2 separate regions of the Mus musculus genome follow, and region 1 is linked to region 2. A link is a contact called in public HiChIP or PLAC-seq data. All regions are on one chromosome and are shown on one strand. Each heading gives the region's core, a stretch centred on a gene start, on an enhancer-like site or on the middle of the called end of the contact. The rest is flanking DNA. Distances are from core to core; before and after follow the strand shown.

The links. HiChIP or PLAC-seq counts read pairs in DNA pulled down with a chosen protein or histone mark.
Region 1: a contact with region 2 is called in an H3K27ac HiChIP or PLAC-seq map of the NIH/3T3 cell line, with 3 times the contacts expected there. The contact joins two enhancer-like sites.

What each region holds. Positions count from the first base shown.
Region 1 is chr10:17,546,101-17,553,492 of GRCm38.p6, forward strand. The region is part of intron 3 of Gm32543 (a long non-coding RNA gene); the gene reads right to left. Among named protein-coding and RNA genes, the nearest start is that of Gm32656, 110 kb to the right of the region's middle. Within about 2 kb of position 4,006, at least 94 of the 459 cell types and tissues checked have an H3K27ac peak or open chromatin away from gene starts, as enhancers often do. A contact at or near this core is called in the NIH/3T3 cell line, where this site is marked.
Region 2 is chr10:17,041,272-17,048,201 of GRCm38.p6, forward strand. The region is part of intron 1 of Gm20125 (predicted gene, 20125); the gene reads right to left. Among named protein-coding and RNA genes, the nearest start is that of Gm20125, 51 kb to the right of the region's middle. Within about 2 kb of position 1,945, at least 30 of the 459 cell types and tissues checked have an H3K27ac peak or open chromatin away from gene starts, as enhancers often do. A contact at or near this core is called in the NIH/3T3 cell line, where this site is marked.

The sequences.
Region 1 (7,392 bases), core at 2,756-5,255, 510 kb after region 2:
CAGTTTGGTAAAGCACATTTGCTTGTTTTGATTCTATATATTTAGCACTAGGTTAGACTTTCTAATCTTGATAAGTCAGTATAGAATCTTAGTCCATTTTATGAGATTTAGATTCACCATGGAAATAAGTTTATGAGGGATTTTTGAGATTATGGGAAGACCAACCCTAGATGTAGGAAATGTTATTATTCTTTGAGCTGTGGTCCTGGACAACATTAAAGGGAGAAGATCAGGAGTAGGACTTGCCACATTCTGCTCCCGGATTGTGAGCATGGTGTGAGCAGCTGCCTCCTGCCACCATATTCTCCCTGTCATAACAGACTGCATGCCCTGGATCTGGAAGCTAGCATGCACCTCTCCTTCCTTAAGTTGGTTTTGTCAGATATTCTATTGTAGCAATCATCAAAGCTACTAATACAAGTAGCAAGAGAAATGTGAGTTGCCATGAAACCAAAGTACCAAATGATCAGTTTAAAATGTCTTCATCTAGGCCAACAGACAACCAAAAGATGCTATAATTCATCCTGTTCTGGAATTCTCTGCCTTCTTTGTCCATTCCCTATGGTTCTGAATTGTGAACACTGTGACCCATTTCCTGAATGATCTAGCTCAGGAAATGTGAGTTTGGAAATAGGAGAAAGGCCAAGTAGGTGGTAATTTTTTTTAGTAAGAAGACACTCAGAGAGTTTTCCCATAGATGGAGTCAACAGCCTTGAGTGGCATGGAACAAATTGGTGGCCACACAAGCATGTTGCAACGCTCGTCTGAATAGCAAGAGAACATAATGCTTCGATAATTGGAAGGCAAAACATCTAATCAGAGGGGTGAACTTTTAAAAAGTGGCCTGCACTTCTGGGGAACTGTCTCTGTGGAGTGCATCAGCCCCCCAGAAAGCCATCTTGAGGGGACTGGAAACTTGAGCTCTTTGGCCAGCTGGGACTTTCCAGAGAGAACCCAGACTGATGAATCTAGTCGTACCCAGACAGGTCTCTGCATATCTGTTCAGTGTTACTTCAATCCAGATCATTCTTCAGAGTCCAGTATTTGAGGTGAGTAAATCTAATATCATCTCATGCAATGATGTACCCAAGTGTCCGGCCACGGAGATAGCTTTCTGCATTCTATTTTGATTTGATTCCTTCAGCATTTCTTTGCTGACATCCTATTTCCTCAGTAAAGAAGATTCTACCCTGATAGATAGCTGGGCCTGAGGTGCAATGAAATCACATTGCCTATAACCCACACAGACTCACTGACCTGATTTCCATAAATAGATAAATTCATCAAGGAAAAACACAGGATCAAACTCTAAAAGCCATCTCAGGAAATGATTCGTTTCAGACGTTTGCCTCAGGTCAAATTAAATTTTCAGCCATCTCTAAAACCCACGTCTGTCTATATTTTTAAAAAAGAGATTTAGATTAAATAAGCTTCCCAGATAACCTCTAATATATGATCAATTTTTATGTCATACATACACTTTTTTTTATGACTGGTAGAATAGATGAGAACAGGATAAATCTTCCAGAGTGTAGTAGATGTCACTTTACAAATGACAACAGAGACTGGGGGGAGAAAAATAGATGACTTTCCTGAGGTAACAAATTTTCATTTACTTCTCTAGTTATTCATTTATTCAGCATGCGCTCAAAACCAGCTATCTGTTGTTTATTCTCCATAGTCCCAGTTGCAGACTGAGAAAAATGCAGAGTATGAGTCTGCTAGAGCTACAGTAACAAGCCACCACATACTGGATATGTGAGACAACAGAAATGTACTGCTTCACCTCTGGAAGGCTGAGGTCGGAAATCAAGGTATCCGTAGGTGTGACCTCTCCAGGGGTCTGCAAGAAACTTTTTATTCCATGCTCCTACCCCACCCTCATCCCCACTCTCACCCCATGTTTTACTATGGGCCTCTGGTCCTTTCATTTCCCTTTTGATGATTCACCCTTATATTTTTGAATATCAACTACATGCCAAGCCATAATTGAAGAAAAAGGAAAAACAAAATCAGAATTGGCCTGTAAACTTTTGTGGGATAGTTCTCTTACTGTTGTTGGTTTTGAGTCATTGTTGTGTGTTTCTTTGGGGAAATGCCAGGAATCAATCCAGGGCTATGTGCATGCTAGGTAACTCTACTACTTGGCTAGATCCTCTGTCCTTTCCGCTGACTTCCAAGAGGAAGAAGGACTGTAGAGCCCCTCAGCGAGTTATTCATGCTTCTGAAGTCATTACAACTTTATGAAGCTCATCTGTGTGCCATATATTGGTAATGGCTGACGCTGGAAAAAGCAAGGTCAGTTGATGTCTTAGTTTCATCCAGGTACAACCTGACTAACACTTGACACCCGGTGACCTACATCACAGAACAATGGCTTTTTCTCCTCCAAATGATAATTGTTCTTGAAATTCTGAAGAACTAGAATTTCTCGTTTCTTTACAATCTTCCATAGTCCATGTAGCCCATTATCTCTTCAAATGCTACCTACCGGATTCTGTGGACTGACTATTCTCTGCTTAGCTCAAGATTTTACTAAATAAATTCTTGACCCAGAGGATACAGGTGTCATTGATGGTATGGATGGCACTGTGGTCACTGAAATCACAGCTTACCGGAAGGCAGACACGATACTTCCATTAACCCAGCCCAACACTAACTTGATGTGACTGATAATCAAACTACCACACTGGCTTACATTAAATACCCGAACACGTGTACTTTTTTTTTTCTTCAGTTTTGAACTCCAAGTCTATCAGACTTCATCCGGTTTTGATCTAGCAACTGCATGTCTTGATACTGGCTCTGGGCAGGACTCTGCCCCTACTGCATTGTGATGGAAAACGGAAGTCCCCAGATCATTCACTGTATGACTCTCATTGGGTCATCTGACATTCATGAACCTCAGGTTTTGCTCACTGGAAAAACAGTACTGGGGGTGGGCACTAGCAGTCATAATCCTCTGAAGCATCAGGAGACTCCACTGAGGTGCACAGGGCAAAAGTTATTTTGCAGAGTGGAAAACATTATGCAAATGTGAGTTGATAGTAGGGCTGTTGGCTTTTCTTTTTTTTGTCTGTCAACTTCAGAGGTGATTAAGCATATTTTCTGTCTTTAGTCAGTGCATTGACTCAAGTGCCAAACAGATTAAGACCAAAATATTGACCAATGTGCTTTGGATTTTTTTACAACCTGTATGACTCTACCTGATGCTATGATGACCCAATCTGAATATACATAGTTCGCCTTAGCCGCAGACCTCGTTGAGCCTGGCTGTGTGTCAGCTAATACGGTGTAGTTGTTGCCCTCAACAGCTCTGAGGCAGGCATAGTTGGCTTCGGTTCTAGCTCAGCAATTTGCATAAACTATTTGATCTCCTGCGATCCCTGTTTCTTATCTTCTGAACGGGAAGATAAACAAAGTACCAGCTCAGACAGAGCATTAGATGGGTAAGTGTAACGGGTAAATGGGCTGCACTTGTTGAGATGACAATAGCCACTCACCGTGAGGTTCTTCTCTTAGGATATTATTGAGAAAGTGATGTTTTTACTAGTCAACCCTGTGATTTTATAAAGTTGTTCCATTTCAGAAGCAAGAAGCTCACTTAAACTAGCATAACTTAACTCGCTGAGTTCCTTGTGAACCTGTGTGCATGCCTCATAAACCACCACATTCCTTAGTTACTGCTCACAAACCATTACATTAGAAAATCCACCCATGGCTTTCTCTAGGCTCACTATGGAAGAATAGCTGACCTATTTTCGGTCTCTGGAATCTATCCTCCTTTTAGAAAAATGAATCAACATTTCCCTTTTTTCATTCATCTTTTGGTTTCTTGAAGACTTCAGTAACTTCTGAGATTAATCGTCAGTTCACATTCACCCATTCAGTGAGACTAGCTAGAATGTGCGCTATTTGTCCAGCATTCCAGTGTTCCCAGTGGCTGGGCACAGCTTATACCTGGAGCTGTCAGCTAGAGCTCATTTATTGCAGTCAGGTTCTGGCCAACTGTCCAGTCATCTCTGTAGACTTACAGTCAACCCCTTCTTTGCTTTGTTTGTGTGTGTGGACAAGTCAGATAAGGCTGAGTCATAATTTCCTCCCCCAACAAAATAGGATAATAATAACAGCTATGACTACCACACAGAGTGAAAATAAATGAGGTGAAGTGCAAAAAGCATGCCCCCCACCAAAAAACAAAAACAAAACAAAACAAAAAACCCAAAGCAAGCATACAAAATGAAAGTCTTGTTTGCTCCTCCTCTTATATCCTGCAGACCACTTTATTTGCTGCAGAACTTGAAAGCAAAATCTGAATTTAATAGTTCTGTTAGCTGTTATCATTACACCATCTGCCCCAGGCAGCTTGGCTATCACTTCCTTGTTCTTCTACTCTTAAACACAAAGGAAAATATCCTTCTTGTGGTCTTTAACAGTTCCGGTGAACCCAAATTATTTGTTTTCTATTAGCACCCCTGTAGTATATTCCCCATTAAGATACAGGGACAGTCAGAGCCATCAAGACCTGAAAAAGACGAGGGAACAACAAGAATGCAAAGGAAGAGTTGGTGGGGTTGAAAAAATGAAGCTGAATGTGGTCAATGGAGCTGAACATATACTGTGTTTCATGGAACCAGAGATGATTACGCTATGGGAACGCAGCTGAGGAGTGACGTGGACTCTCTGGTTAATAATAGGAAGCATAATAAGAGAGATTACATATGGAGTTTTGCAAGCAGGCACAAAAGAGTCTATTAGGCGGTGTCTTTAGCAATAACTTTTCAAATGAAGAAACACTGCCCAAACTATCACTTTTATGTACAGTGCTAAATAAGATGAGGGAGGCACGTCAACCCACGCAGTTCTGTGAGGAAACTTCTGGAGGAGGGGAAGTAATATGGTGTATGCATAAATATTCAGAGTAATATGGTTGGCAAGGGACAGAGAAATTAAAATGTCTCAAGTAGATTATTGTCAGACCTGTTGACTTCTGTACCTTCTCCTTCCATTTCAGCCAGACCTGGGCACATGGTTAGGTACCATGTAGGCTGAGGTTTTATGGGAGAGCACAGAATATCATCTTTTTGTCTCTTAACAATGTAGGAGCACTGTACTGTATGTAACTGTGATTAGTTCACAAATTAAGATCTTTTCCCTAAGAGAAGGGCCTTCCTATCACCTTCAAAGAGGAAGACTGTCAAAAGCCAGACTTTCTATTATAAAATGGTTTTAAATATAATGAAACTTCAAGCAACCATGCGTCTCAGGGCAGAAGTGGAAACACTATTCTGTTGGGGTCAAACTCACTTGCCAATGTTTTTTTGTAAATAAAGTTTCATTGGAATGCAATTATATTTAGTAGCTTACCAACTATCTGTACACAGGCATTGCATTACAATGGCAGTGTTGAATAACTATGGTGGAGAACTTACAGCCAGAAAAACTTAAAATATTTACTGCTTCATAGAAAAAGTTTGCCAACTCTTACCACAGAGCAAAAAGAGAAAGATCGTTGAAGCCTAGAGAGTTTGGAGGTTCACGGTAACTTCCCCATTAATTTTTATTGTTAATTAGCTACAAAAGCCCTACTCTAAAAAAATGAATTAATAAGAGTGCAGTTGGTAATTTCGTGGGATATGCGTCACAAAACCCACCTGTGCTGCATATACACTTTTAACTTGAATCCTAACAATTCCATGACACTTTTCCATGAACTGAACAGACCTTTGTCTCTTGTAGAGTAGAGAAAACACACAGTCTTTTGTGAGCATGTGCTGGAGTAGAAAGCAGATACAACTCAAGCTTGCCCAGATGGGTGCCAAAAAGAACAATGAGCAAACAGTTTTAAAACCAGCCATCCTTCTGGGAAGACATGCCCTGTAGCTACCTGTTTCATTGGTCACGTGTACCAGTCTGATTGACACGTGACAGCTACTCCACTACACATTAGGGAGCTAAGATAGAAATGTCATGGATCCTTTATCGGAGGATTTATTGTCTTTTCAATCTTTGCAAAATGTGCATTGCTATACTCAACATAGATATTCCCCTCCACCCACGTAAGGGAGACATAACTGACGTCCAAAAGAGAATACTCCGGGGGAACTTGACCTGGAGGCCTTTTGTGTGTGAACAGTAAGAGAACTTAGACACACACTTGATGCCAGCCCTGGGTAAGTACACAAGTGTTTAAGGTTCACAATGTGTCCAACCTGCTTCTGGTTTTATTTCTTTTTCTGAACCTCATTTTCCTGTTGCCCTACTTTCTTTACCCACTTATTCTTCATTTTGTTTTTATCTTGTGGGGTATTAATAGGTAATCCACTTTAAATCCTTTCTGGAACAAGGCAGGGTATAAGTAAACAAGTTAAAATGAACTGGACTGCTGAATAGAGTTATTTAGTATTGTCTATCTGAATATCAAAAAAATTTTAAAAAAATTTAAAAACCCTGCCAAAATCAACAATTTTGTTTTGGCATCATAGCTGCTGAGGTTTTCTTTCAAACAGAAATTGCTCAACAGGTTCATGGGCTTCTTGTTGCTCCTGCAGACATTTGATGTCAGAACTGTTCACTAGACAGAAAAGGATGTTCATTTTGCAGTCTCCTAGGCAGAGGAGGTAGCTAACATTATAGCTTCAGTACCGAAGTTACTGATGGCCTTGCCAGCCGCATGAAATCTCTTCTAGGAGGAAAAAAAATCTTATTAATTTGTAAAGTGCTCAACTATTTACCAAAAAATTATACATATGGCATCTTGCTCAAGCTTCATCACTACTCGAATTACATTTGTTTTTTGTTTTTTGTTTTTTTAATAGCTGAGGGGTCTGGATCTTTGAGAAGTCAAGCAATATGAAGAGAAAAAAGGGATTCAAACTTGGATTATGAAACCACATCAAAGTATCACCACCCCTCTGCACTTTCCCTAGCCCTTCAACTTCTTCCCAACCATCTGATGCAGGAACCATATAATCTCCCTGCTATGAAACAGGTCATAGCCAAAGACTGAAATCTCAGACCCTCACTGTCCAGAAGCTACCTTAGTTGACTGCACTGACAAAAACTGGATGCATGAAAATAACAGATATAAATACTCGCAAACTTCTGGGGAGCAGAGGCTGACATCAAGGTGTCAGGAAGAACTACACTCCTGCTGAAGGCCAGAGGAGAGAACAGGAACTTGGTGTCTCTCAATTTCTGGGGGACTCCAGACATCCTTGGCTTGTGACCACATCACTGCACTTTGGTCTTCTATGGCCTCTTCTCCTTATGTCTCCTCCATATTCTTCTCTAAGACATATATGGATGCAGTACTCATGTAGAATAAGCCTCTCTTCTTGAGACCTAGAACTGTTGTTGTATAGTGACAATACTCATAGGTTCTAGGGGTTG
Region 2 (6,930 bases), core at 695-3,194:
CAGCACCAAGAACTGATTGGAAACACAAACTCCCAAAGCTTATTCGCTCCTCCCACCATTTCTCTCAGTTTTCAAAGAATCAGAACCACCCAGCAATATATTTGTGGTGTGTCTGTGCTGGTGTGTTTCCATATAAATGGGGAAATATTTATTTAAGATAATTAGCTGACAACTTTCTTGCTCATAGGGAAGATTAGTGAACTCGAAACCCAGCAGAGTTCCCAGGTTTTGGCATTGAAATAGAATTATTTTTCTCTGAAAGTCTTGGTTTTTGTTGTTGTTGTTTGTTGTTTTGTTGAAGTATATTGCTGCTTTTTTGTTCATAAGACACTCAAATGATTAGATAAAGTACATCTGTAATAATGATCATAATTTTTTTACTTAAATTCAACTCATGGTGTGTTTTAAGTACTATAAAAGATCCTAATAGCAACACCTAGACAAATGTTTGGCCAAACTGCTAGCACCATATCATTATAGATTAATATAGTGATACATACACTTTATCACTCATGTTGACTAAGAATCAACGTTTTATAATGAGCTGTAGGTTATTCCGGGGAGCATGAAGGTTTGGATTCTTTTTTTGTAACTGAGGAATTTCTCAGAGTCCTGGCTATAATAGAGACATATCACAATAGTGTAAGAGAGTTTACAATAGTAAATGAGATTTTAATCTTTACTCTTTTCCAAGTTTAGGGAAAGAGATTTATTTCATGTCTATAAGGGAACCAGGACTCTGCTAGCTTCTCTGCCATGTTTATCCAGTGCTTCCAGCACCTGGCCCAAACTAACACTCTCAGTTCTAACTACAAATCTTTTGTATTAATTGGTCAAGAAAAGAGACAACAAAGTTGGAAACTTTTCATTTTGACCCAGAGAATTTACACACATTTCTTCTGCTTAAATCTAGTAGCTCAGGAATATGCTGTAACTAAATACAACTTCAGGGAAGACTGAGGAAACTAAACTGGAAATTTGGGTTTCTGTAATAACTCAGTTGTGTCACATGATGCTTTTCTGGAAGCTGTCTTGTGGGAGGGCATGCAATATCTTGCTGAAAACAGACACTTCAGAGGGCATGTGATGTTTAGAAAGAATATAAATAGAACCCCACAAACAGTGAGAGAACTCTTCCTTTGCTACACTGTGCAAAGCTTCACTGGTCTCTACTGGTCTTTGGTGAAGCCTTGCTGTTTCTGCAGGATCGTGCCACTGCTACTGATTCATGTTTGGTGTTTGCCACTGAACAGGACTGCTGGTATCCTGGCAATGGCGAGTAGAATCACCCCAATGAACTACTTCTAAATAGGTCCACAGCCCTGTTTTCCTATTGACCGTCTTTCTTCCCTACCTCTGGTTGGTGAGTTAGAAGGAAGGTTGAAGTGATTAAGACCCCTAAATAAAGTCGGTTTTGAAAGAAATCTAAGCCTACAATAAACAGTCATGAAGAATGGTAAATAATACAATGATGCCTAGGTAAGTTTCAGAATTTAGGAACTGAAAAAGAAGGAGGAGAAGGAGGAGGAAGGGCGAGGGGAAGGAGGAGAAGGGAGGACATATTTCAGGACAGCTAGCTATTTCCGTGATCTTTTTTTTCTAGCAGGTTCCTTCAGATAAGAGTTAGGATGAGTGGATAGGAAAAGGAAATCTTCTATTTTCTTCCATAGCAGAGTTGAGCCAAGTGCATCACTTTCATGGAAACAGAGAGAGGAAGCCATGCTCCAACAGTGCCTTCTTTCAGCATGAGGCTGCTTGGCTGGTGCAGCCAGCAGGAACTCTCCCTTTCCCAGGGAAAGGAGAGGTTGAGGAAAGGAAATTCAAAAGTCAGACCACTCACATCTCATTGCTTCCATTTTCTCCTGGTCCCCTGTGTATGACTCACTGTGCCTCTTTCCAAGAGCAAGAAGGAACATAAAGAGGAAATGAGCCCAACAGTCCTCCTCTTCTGTTTCAGTCCTAGTGATTCCCACAGCCCACAGCTGCGGAGAAGAGCACCGAGCCACTCTCAAAGTTCAGGCTAACCACAAAATTCCATGTTATTTCCTTTTCCAAAGCAGGCGGCATGTGTGTTTGGGGGTAACCAAACACACACACACACACACACACACAAGAATGTCTAAAGATGATTTTATGTAGAATAATGTTTGCAATGTTTGGGTAAGTATATTTTAACTAAGTGGTGTAAACAGCTTTTATATCAAAACTGCTTAATAACAGAACAAAACACTGTAAGTATACATCCAATTCTCAGTATTACCACTTCCTACACATTATAAACACATGCACAAATTCCCATCAGAGAATAACAGGCACATTTTACAGATCTTTCTTTTTGTTACCAGGGTAACAAAATAGTGATCTTCCTGTCAACTTTAAATGGTCAATTTGCCTACTGACCATTTCTATGTTAGGAAGCTTATTGCTAGGATTTTTGTTACTATTTAGAAGATGTAGATGTGTTTTGGGAATTTATTTTGTTCTAGGCAAAATCTATAACTTCAGCAGGTTATTGAAGAAGTTCTGATTGTAAGTTGGACTTTTTTTTGAGCTAATAAACAAGTACAAAATGACTATGATGGAATCCTACTTATTTCAAATTTTTATGAACATTTGATAAGATAAGTAAATATCAGTTAATATATACTTATAAATTAACTACATTGTTTGTAAATATATGGCATATACAAAGATTTTATATGCAGCATAAATAATTTGCTGGCCTACTATATTTAATATAGGTAACTTGCCACATTCACACAAATTTGAATCATCAATTTATCTTACATCTACTTTTAAATGAGACTTAATGAAAAAAATCTATCTCTAATTTTATATACCTTATCAGCAGACAATTTCTCCCAGATGTATATATCTCCATCTTTCTCCAAATGGGTACTCTTTTCAAGGTTGTCCATAGATGGTTAATTGTGTAATAAGAACAAAATGTTTTTCATGTGCATAAGAGCTCATCTCAGTAGAAGATTTGAATTCTGTGACATTAGATTGCCCACACAAAATCCCTGCTGCCTTGATCTCAGTTTGGCAGGAACCATTTACAGGGGTGTTCTCATTGCCTTCATCCCTATGTGGATTTTTCTCTATCTTTTGAAATTCCTTGATGCACATTTACCTCAGAAAAACTCTGTATAGCTTTACTATTTTGTGTTCCTGATAAATAACTTCTGATATTGTGACTACTGCTAAATCCTTGAAAATATTTACTTCTGTGTGTTTTGTAAATTAGCCTATGTATACATTTGTGCATGTAAAAAACTAGAAGGGTTTACAGATCATCACAGCATGTACTTATATATGTGTGTGTATTGTCAATATGTCTGGGAATGTTTGAGGGGGTATGTTTATTTGCAGTTCTAGAGACCAAATCTAGTGCCTTTCACATACTATATAAGTACACTACCACTAAGCTACATCCCCAGGCCCTGTTAATATCTCCAGGGCAGGGCTTCAGTTTATTCTTCTATTAGATTTACAATATGGTTCTTTCATTTTAAAAATAAATGATTATGTGTAAAGATTTTTACCTATTCAGTAAATATTAGAAAACCTTTATGCAAAATCTCCATCATCCACTAACAATAGGGACCTAAGTCATAAACTGAGTTTTCTTTTATCGTTCAAAAGAAATCAGTCATGTTCTGAGTTTAGTAGAGCAAGCATTACCTTGTTATCATGGCGCCCCCAGTGTGCTCTGGGTACACATCCATTCATCTGTTCCCCCACAGTTCTCCTTACATTAAGAAACTCTTGCTACTGTCAGATCCAGGTTCATATTCCCAGGGAACTGAATCTTCTACACGACTTAGTTTGATGAGAATAATTTTTACCCCAATGAGGAAAATGGTAGTATATAGCAGTATAATTCACATGTCACTGGATTACCCTGGCACTGTAGACTTCTTAGCTATAAGAAGTTGCAAATATTTGTCAGATTTCTCCAGCCTAATGACATTTGCCCTGCAGCTCTTGAGTTAATTTTTTTAATCTAACCTCACAGATGTCATTTTGGCTTCTAACCTAGGGACATGGCAAGAAGGGTTTTTTATAACATCCCAGAGGAACTTTTTATTGTCTTTCTTTCTTCTGAGTTAATTTTAAGATAACTTTTAATCCTAGTATGCTTTATTCTTTATTCTCAATTTGGGGGAAGAAAATGTTGAGTAATACTAGAGATAGTAGACACTAGAGTTTCCTACCTAAAACTTAAGACTATAAAGAACACTTGTCATTGGCCCCTTAAAATCAGCCCTGTGTTCTGTTAATTACATCCTAGTTTGAGCCATAGTAATAACAGTAGTTGCTAATTTTTCAAAGATATTAAGGTAAAATTAAATGCAGGTGTGTTTAGTCATAAAAGCAAGGTACATCTATCCTGAATCCACACCTAACTGGACACTGGAAATCTGGTCTTACCCAAAGAACATTTATTTCACTATATTTCCCAGGCTAAGCTAATAGATTTGGTATTTTAGGTGAAGATTAATAAGGTTTTTGACACACTGTATGAAGTTAAATATATCTGTAGTTAGAATGTGTGGATATGAATTATGGTTCAGGGTTGTATAAGAAGCTCTGTTGCACAAGTGCCAAATAATTTGACTGAACATCATCACACATGAAAAGGCTGGGGAGAACTTAACAGACCTATCCCCTACCCTCTTCATGGCTCAGGATTAGGAGTACAAAGTTTTACTGGTTGGCCAAAAGCAGTTTAATTACTATTTGCATTAGATTGGGAAACATAAAGGCTAAGAATCTAATGTGATCAGCATTTTACAAATAAATGAATAGCAATGATAGCAAAGTTCCGTTACTGAGTTTACTATGTAAGAACAACTTAAATGTCCACTGACTTTAATAAAAAAGAATTTAACTGGCTGCACTGATATTTTTATGCATTTGTCAGAGGAGAATATTTAAGAAGGAGGTGTTAAGTCCTCATTTAGCCAGTAAATAATAAAGCCATAATTCATACCAACACATTCTGAATATAGATATATTTAACTATCATTCAGTGTGACAAATCCCTATTAATCTTTGCCTAATATAAATAATCCATAACTTAAGTCTATAGAGGTTTGATTGTACATGCTATCAAGTGTAAATGGATTTTAAAAATCATATGGAAAGGGAAATATTTGACACACTTCCCATTTCAGAAAATACCTCCACAGAATATAAAATCTTGTTAACTTCCCAGCTAGAAAATTCTTCAATGTGTGTGTGTGTGTGTGTGTGTGTGTAGGACTAAATAAATATATTTTCATTATTACTGATATGTATAACAAAAGCCATATTTTCTATGTTTTTATCTCTAAGTGTTATGGACTTCCAAAATAGCTCCCACCAATTGGATAATGTGATAAGAATAGACACAAATCTAATATACTTGTCAACTTAATCTGATTGAATACTTTAAACACCTTAGCTATGCCCAATCTATTAGGGAAATGACTCAAATTTTCTTAGTTCTGGACTCCCTGTTTTGATTGTTTTCTAAACTACAGACAAGAGTATATATAGAAGAGTCTCCCATGACCTCATGATAGAAATTGTTGGAATCCTCTGGTTTTACTTATGATGTGCAATCAATCACTTCCCCATGATATTTGCATTGAGAGCCTCATGGGTCTCTATCCCCTGGCTGGGCCACAGCCTAGAAGAGGACTTCTGGACTGTGTTGCAACTTTAACGTATTTGTCCCCTGTCCTGGGCCTGTGTGGCCTTATGAGAGCCACCTTGAATTCCCAGGCAGCATACTGATTCTCAACTCGGGGATCGGGCCATGCAGAACATGTAGGGAAAAAGAAGAACGTGAATCAGTCTTGTCTTACTCCTTCACTGTGTCTTCTAAACCCTGATGGTTTATACGCACGTGAATTCTGCCTATCACCAGCTTCTATAGGCAGCAAGCTGAGGATAAGGAAGGAATTCAAAATTCTGTGCTCTGCATGTTTCTCTCATTCAGCCAAACAAGGTGAGGGTTGTTGTGGCAAATATCTAATTTTTTTCTCTCCCTTTAATTGCTTACATTCTTCCTTTGCTCCACAATTCTCTAGGTAAACATCCCCATTGCTCAATCTCATAACTACCTTCTACTAATGACAGCAAGCTTTACTAACACAGTTTTTTTTAACGTTATAATTTTGCAATTTAATTTTGTAGCTTTGAAAATTCTTGCTTGCTAGTTGCATGATAAATGAATTTTATAGAAACCATTCTTAGCTTTAATCCCCAGCTCCCATTCCTCAAGGAGGCAGAAAATTAATGTTCTAGTTATTTATGGCTATGTAACAAACCACCCAGACACTTAGTGATTTGAAATAACAATCATCATTTATTTTGCTCACAAATTTACAGTTTGGGCAAGGTTTGGCAGGAAAGGTTCATCTCTGCTACAGATGGAATGAACTGTGTTCATTTAATTGGATCTAGAAGATGTACTCCTAAGATGCTCCAATCTCATGGCTGGCAAGCTGGAGTCCCACTGGGGCCATTGGCCAGTGATTTTAGTGTCTTGGTGTCTTTCCAGGAGGGCTCTCCATAATGCTGCTCCTTCATAGTATAGGAGCTGTGTTTCCATTAAAGATGTGAAGGAATGGAAACCCTGACTGTATCGTAAGTTTGGGTTAATAGTTCAGGAGAATGACCCAGAGTCATCTTTGCTATGCTTTATAACTCAAAGTTCTTATAGAACCTCCCAGACCCAAGGGTGCTTGGGAAGGAGAGCTGGGGTCACAGACTATGACTCTCAAATTGTAAAAGACAAATAATCCATGCCCATCTTTAATCACTTATACTTTGCCTAGTAATGTCTAGATAACTAAGGTCACGTTTAAGGCCCTGCGGTTTGTTGTACTTAAAAATGGGGGAAGGGCAAATCATGAAAATTGTAAAGCTTAGTTTCAT